Linked DNA regions of Mus musculus: region 2 is linked to region 1. Evidence: chromatin contacts called from public Hi-C data. All regions are on one chromosome and are shown on one strand. Each heading gives the region's core, a stretch centred on a gene start, on an enhancer-like site or on the middle of the called end of the contact. The rest is flanking DNA. Distances are from core to core; before and after follow the strand shown. Region 1 overlaps Myo1b (myosin IB). Region 2 holds the start of Myo1b (myosin IB).

Evidence for each region. Hi-C and Micro-C count contacts between places; a contact is called where the count stands out from the background.
Region 2: a Hi-C map of liver shows a contact between it and region 1, with 3 times the contacts expected there. The contact joins the promoter of Myo1b here to the enhancer-like site in region 1. A contact is called at or near these places in 1 of 39 promoter capture datasets (liver), 9 of 484 Hi-C or Micro-C datasets (the C10 cell line, granulosa cells, liver and 1 more), 13 of 115 datasets of contacts at active chromatin or transcription factors (bone marrow-derived macrophages, cardiomyocytes, embryonic stem cells and 7 more) and 3 of 9 other capture datasets (adipose tissue, liver and pancreatic islet).

The regions. Positions count from the first base shown.
Region 1 is chr1:51,855,117-51,858,621 of GRCm38.p6, reverse strand. All of the region lies in intron 3 of Myo1b (myosin IB), which reads left to right. Among named protein-coding and RNA genes, the nearest start is that of Myo1b, 59 kb to the left of the region's middle. Within about 2 kb of position 2,216, at least 45 of the 459 cell types and tissues checked have an H3K27ac peak or open chromatin away from gene starts, as enhancers often do. A contact at or near this core is called in extraembryonic endoderm stem cells, hepatocytes, liver and 3 more, where this site is marked.
Region 2 is chr1:51,914,062-51,917,368 of GRCm38.p6, reverse strand. It overlaps Myo1b (myosin IB), which reads left to right and starts at 1,391. Exons shown (of 31, transcript NM_001161817.2): 1 at 1,391-1,608. Gm33795 (a long non-coding RNA gene) reads right to left here and starts at 1,207. Exons shown (of 3, transcript XR_001778914.2): 1 at 865-1,207; 2 at 446-628; 3 at 1-371.

The DNA.
Region 1 (3,505 bases), core at 967-3,466:
TTTGTTGTAATCAGACCGTGAGTCTCTTATCTGTGCCCTGTGGTTTTTGTTAAATCCTACTTCATGGTTAGACCCCGTGTGACCTTCTTCCTGAGTTATCAGAATTGCCCATGGGACCTTACATACTACCTGTCCTCTCTGTGGTCAATTGTGTCCAGTCTTGTCTTTTTTTTTTTTTTTAAATTTATTTTATTTTACGTGTTTGAGTGTCTCCTCTGCATGCATGTGTGTGTATCATGTGCATCCCTGGTGCCCATAGAGTTCAGAAGAAGGCACTGGATCCCCTGGAACTGGATTTAGAAATGGTTATGAGCTGCCATTTGGGTGCTGGGAATTGAACCCAGGTCTCCTAGAAGAAAAGTCAGTGCCCTTAACCACGGAGCCACCTTTTCATTGTTTTGAATGAGAAGTTTCTGTAAGTTAGGAAATTTATCCTGTTCTGTGGCTCCCGAAGCTCTTCCTTTAAGAGCTCAATAACTAGAAAGCAAAAGGAGCTTTTTTTTTTTTTTTTTTTTTTTTTTTTTTTTTTTTTTATATCCCACCTTGCTTAGATATAATTGAAAACAAGTCCTTTTTTGATAGGATTGGGGAGGCTGTACTGGCTGGTTTTGTGTCAACTTGACACAAGCTGGCGTTATCACAGAGACAGGAGCCTCCCTTGAGGAAATGCCTCCATGAGATCCAGCTGTAAGGCATTTTCTAAGTTAGTGATCAAGGGTGGGAGGGTCCATTGTGGGTGGTGCCATCCCTGGGCTGGTAGTCTTGGGTTCTATAAGAAAGCAAGGTAAGCAAGCCAGGGGAAGCAAGCCAGTAAATAACACCCCTCCATGGCCTCTGCATCAGCTCCTGCCAGTGTGGAAGTGTAAGTTGAATCAACCCTTTCCTCCCAAACTTGCTTCTTGGTGATGTTTGTGCAGGAATAGAAACCCTGACTAAGACAGGGGCATTTAGTCAGATGTCATGAACCATGATGAAAATTTTCATTTTTATCAGAAGGCAATATGTTCTTATAGTGCCCTTGACCCTGAGTATTTTTAGGTGGTTCGTTTTGTTCATTCTGCCCAAGAGCCTCTTGAAGGCAGTCTGTATCATGCTACTGTCAGAACCCGCCCTGATGGGCACAGTCCAGGACAGATCGGAATCACATCCTCCTTGAATTGGGATAAAGTTGTGTTGTTCATATCACAGTAAGATTTGCAAGCACTATTTGAGGTAAGCCATCTTTCCATTTTGTAAGTAGAAATTTGAAAATTTAGAAAAAAATGATTTAAGGCTTTGAATTTTTTCTTATTATCCTCACCTAAAAAAAAATCAGAAGTCATTAGTTGGGAGAGTTTAGGTGGTGCTAGTGTCAGTCACACAGACATGTCTCTGTGACCTTTGACCCCCCTGTTTGCATCAAACTGAGTCTTTAGGACTGCATGCCTCCAGCTTGACATAGCAAGGTTGCCTGTGTGTCCTGAGTACTCGGTTGGCCTGTCATTTTATTGCACTCCAGTCGAGCCAGGTAAATGCTATCAAGAACATTCTGATCATATCTCAGAATGTGGAGATGACGAAGTTGGGCACACAGAGCTTAGGTTAAGGGTCCTCTGCAAGAGACCTGGCCGCTGTCCTTTTACATGATCAATATTTTTCCTATGGCACAGCATGAAAGCTGTGATTGTGATAGTCTTTATAGTATGAACTCTCGGGTATGACCTGTATTTTTGGTTGGTTGGATAAGTGGCATAGAGAGAGATTTTTTTTTTCCTGAGGAGCGTGGGCGTGGGTCAGGTGATTATTGCTGCCCTCATTTTCCTTTCAGAGCAATTGAACCTTTAGTTGTTCTAGTGCCTTCTACTACACTGTATGTAGGAAGATGTTTGTCCTTTCCCGTCTATCACACTGTCTACTTAGCCGCTTTAGAAATGTTATTCATTTACTGAGTAAATATTTGATGAGCACTTACTGTGCTCCAGGCCCTCTCTGAGGTGCTGGGATGCAGCAACAAACAGAACAAAATTCTCATTTTCACTGGGGAGATAACATTTTGACTTAATGTATTTAAAGGCTGAAATCTTGCACACCACCAGCTAGGAGGGGAAAGGGAAGAGGATAGGGAACGGGACTCTAGTGAAAGAAGAAAAAGATGACTTTCAGTCGTAGCCTTACAGTGTATATCTCTGCGGTCACATTCTCTGAAACTGTGTGAACAGGTATGTGGGACTCTGGGCGGAGGTTTTGGCTCTGTGTCTCTGCCGTGCATGCATGACATGTCAGGATGGAATCAGAGTGCTGACTCACTCTCTGTTTTAGACACTTCAGATTAACGTCCCGCTCATAGCAACACCATTTTGAAAATGGCCAAACACCCAGCCTTTAACATTTATACATGGTGGTGTATGTAGGTCATAGGAGGGAGAAGGCAGACATGGTGTTTGCCTTACATCTTTGGAGATCTTTGTTTGGTTCAGAACAACCGGAAATCTCCTCAGAGTTACAGCGTCAATTTTTGCAGTGGCCATGGTTCAAAGGTCAGCTGCTAGCGGAAGAGCTTCTGAGGCTGGGTCCACAGCCAGGCGACCTGGCCTGATGCATATTCCACTTCTACAAAATGCTCTACAAATTGAACTCTCACTTTTGAATCTCAGACCTTTCCCCCAGGCGTCTGCTACCTTCCTGGGACTACTTAGTTTTAAAATTACAATTATTTATTTTACTTAGGGGGAGGCATGGCGTGGCAGTCTGAGAACAGCTTCCAGGAAATCAGTTCTCTCCAGAAACTGAACTTGGTCATCAGGGTTGCTGGCAAGTGCTACAGAGCCATCTCGGTGTCCTGCCTGGAGCTGCTTTTCAAACAGTTCCTTTTCAGGGATGTTGTTTGGTCTTAGAGGGAGACCACAGTTAATTATTTGTTCTTTCAGACTTTGAAGCTTTTCAAGTCAGTGGGATGCCAGCCAGATACGTTTGTCGTAAAAATTATAGTGATGTAAGAATGTATCTGTCAGTAGAAACTCTCTAGTATGTCTAGGAAGTCCCAGAGTCCTTACCTTAATTGTAGATGCCTGTTGAGACGTTTTATTGTTTCTTGTCAAATGCTCATCTGGCATTTGAAAGGCTTTATCTAAAGGCTGTTTGTAAAGCTGAGCATACATCAGATGTTCACCGCAGCCTAGAGATAGTTTCAGTGATACAATCTCCAAGGTAAAGTTTGGTTCCCAACGAAACAGACTATTTCCTGTCAATGTTGCTGGTCTCTGATGAGACTTGGGAAGTTTTACCTCAGTCTGGGAAAATGCTCCTTTTCATCAGATGAGTGGCCCAAGGCCCCAGCCTCAGAAAGGCTTAGCTTCTTGTTTCCTTGACATCGAGGCAGGTAGAACACTCCCAGGAAGCCCTCCCTCAATGGTATTAGGGAGGGTTCCATTGTTTTTCATCAAAGAAATTTTCTTCTGATCTGTGGGTAGGCCTTGTGTGATAGAATTGGAACTTGTCAGGGTGGGGACTGGCCAACAGTGACCCT
Region 2 (3,307 bases), core at 142-2,641, 60 kb before region 1:
GGGGTTTCACTCTAGGTCTTACTTCATGTAGTATAAGGTGACTGTGACTAAGTCAACTTTAAGGCTCACACAGCCACATGGCTGGGACAGTGAGCAGATGCGGGCACTCTTAGTCTGGAATATATGGCTATACCTGGCTTCTGTGTGCTCCCTCACAGTGAGAGAGAGAGAGAGAGAGAGAGAGAGAAAGAGAGAGAGAGAGAGAGAGAGAGAGAGAGAGAGAGAGAGAGCTGGGTTGGTCATACCACCAACTGTATCCCATTTGTTAGAATTCAGTCCAGCCTGTATTCAAGAGGAGGGCAATCAAATGGCACTCCTCAATGAGAGGTGTACCAAAGAATTTGTGGAGGTTCTCCATAGTTGTATATAAGCTGGAAGGAAGAAAAAAAAGCTCTCAGACTTTGTTTGTCCTGGCCTCAAAAACAAAAATTGAAAAGTAACTTACCTCACAGGTTTTTGTGAAGATTAAATAAAATTGTATCCACTACTCAAAATATGTTAGCTTAAACCATTACCATGCCGACTGAAGACCTAACTGATGCTGGTTCCGTCAATGATGCTAGAATTCCCAGCAGGTCAGTTTGTAGAGGAGGGTCTTGGTAGCCTCTGAGAAGTCCTGGGGCCTGTGCTGGAGGGACAGAGTGACTATATAAGGTTGGAAATCTTTGGTTCGCCTCCTTTCAGTGACAGTATCCAGATATAGGTCAGTGCACTTAAACCTGGCCCCATTTATGGCAATTTATTTCATTATAGGATAAAGTCGTCAGATTCATGAGTAATAATTACTGTGTCTGCCGCGCTTTTAACACCCCAGCCATGTAATCCTCACCTCACCCCATGAGTAAGTTTGATGAACACCCTTACCTCTTCCAGGAACAAGCCAGACCCAGGGTCATGTGGCTTGTCCCGAATCCCAGCGTGGTGAAGACACCTGGAGTGAGAAGCTGGGAGTCCTGAGTCTTCAGACCCTCTACCATGGCCAAGTGATTGCCAGTCATTGCTCAGTACCTAATGGTATATTCAATATGTATGTCAGTGACAGAGACAATAAAAGCCTCACATGGCAGGCCATTTTCTCTTCCATTAAATTGTCATTTTGTGATATTTTTGGGCACCCAAACTTGGACCTAGGAGGGTAGGCAATGTGGAGAAGAATATTCTCTCTGCTGAGGTTCGCGCCCAGGCTCTTGCAGCTGTTCGGCTCTGCATCTCTGGTCTGCAGTTCGCGGATCATGCAGTGGCCAAGGTGAAGGGCCAGTGCGCTTTCCTGGGTGTCCCCGCCCGCCGGGTGCTCACCGGGGGGCGCTGTGCGGCCTGCGCGCCTGGGTGAACCGCGGCCAGGGAGCGAGGGGCGCGTCCGGGCGGTGAGGTCGCCGCCCCCGCCGGGAGAGGGGAGTGGCCGCGCCGCCGCCGCGCCTCTAGCCAGCGCACTCGGAGCCCAGCCGGCGGACGCGGTGTGGGTGCACTGAACGCACGGTCGGCTGAGCGGCGCGGGATCCCCGGCAGCAACTGTGGCACAAGCCCCGCATCGGATCTGACCCGCGTTCCCCAGGCGGCGGCCAGCGAGCAGCACGCGGAGACGGAGTGGCCGAGCGGTTGCCGGGCGAGGTACGCTGCACTCCCCCGTGCCGGCTCCCTTCCCGCCCGTGCCTTTGTGCGCGCGGCCCCAGGCTCAGCCGCAGCCTGCAATCCCGGGTCATCAGCTCCCGGGGCGCTCCTGTGGGGCGCGGAGGCACTCCACCGTGAACCCACGCGCGCTCGAGGTCGTCGAGGGTGATCGCGGCCCCGTGTGGCTTCGGGGGCGGCAGGAGAGGGAAGGGGCTTACAAACTAAGTTGTTCTCTCACTTTGTGTTATTGGCTTCCTACCTACGGGCACTGGGGAACCCTGCTTCCCGCGGGCCCACTCGCATCCCCCTCCATCCCTCTGGCCCACTGGAGTTTCCCGGCCCCAGGTTCTATGGAAGGACAAGCTTATGGCTTCCTGTGGGAAGGAGAAGCGGAGGTGGAGGCGGAGGTGGAACAATGGGGCGTCCTGGGGAGTGGGGTTCAGGTGCGGTGTGCCCCGGCCGCGGCGCACCCGGAGGGGCGACCGGACCCGATGGATCGCCCTGCGAGTGCAGCTGCGCTCCGCTCCTTTGTTCCGCCACAGCGGAGGGGGCTGCCCCGGGTCCCGTTTCCTGCCCGGGATGGGATTGATTCACAGTCCCAGAGAGGCAAGGGGAAGGGGGCGGGGCTCGAATGGAAACCAGACTGGGAACGGGAGCCCTGCAGGGCGCTGGGCTGGGTGGAGCTCTGGGGAGGGGGTAATGAGAGTGCGTTGGAGTTAATTACAAACACAACCTTCTGTCTAAAGGCCTGTGGAGTTTATTTGCGGTGCTTTGTTCATACTACGGCCTAGCACTAATTGGTGCAGCAAGTTCTGTTCTTTCTTGAAGTTCTAGGCTCTGGCTATGGGAGTTTGCTGAAGGCAGATCTTGTTATTTATAACGGACGAAGAGGGCTTCTTTTGTTTTGTTTGTTTTGTTTTGAAATATTTTTCACAATGAATCAGGATATATGTGTGCATGTGTATCTGTGGATTTTATTGTGGCTCGGATAGGCTAACAAACTAAACCCCAAAGCGGGCGTGGTGGTGCACGCCTTTAATCCCAGCACTTGGGAGGCAGAGGCAGGCGGATTTCTGAGCTCAAGGCCAGCCTGGTCTACAAAGTGAGTTCCAGGACAGCCAGGGCTATACAGAGAAACCCTGTCTAAGAAGAAAACAAACAAACAAACAAACAAACAACCAAAACCAAACCAAAAACCAAAAAACTTTTTGAGACATGGTTTATTCCCTGGTTGACCTGAAACTCAGAGATACTGCCTGCTTTTGCCCTCTGAGAGCTGAGACTAAAGGTGTGCACTACCACACCCTGTTAGGTGTGTATAGAACCATTTTTGACAAAAAATAGTTTTCTCCGTTATCATACAGTTCAGTTAGGATGCTTTTCCAAGAACATTTGGGGCCTGGGAAGCACCAGGAAATCAGATTGCTAAATAAATGAGTAAGATGATGCAAGATTCTTTTTCATTGGTCCCAGAAGAAAGAAAAGACCCACCCGACACTCATTGTGGGTTTGTGTACTGGAGTCATGACTTCAAGTGTTCTGGGCTTTCCTGTGAGCCTACGGGAGTAAGAGAGAGAACCCTGCCTGACAGTGAATCTCTCTCTCTCACTGTTTTTAGGAGTAACATTGGGTGTTTGTTAAAGTGACCCAGTCCTAGATTGGAATCAAGAGTTCCAGAAGGATAAATTGACTTTGGGAG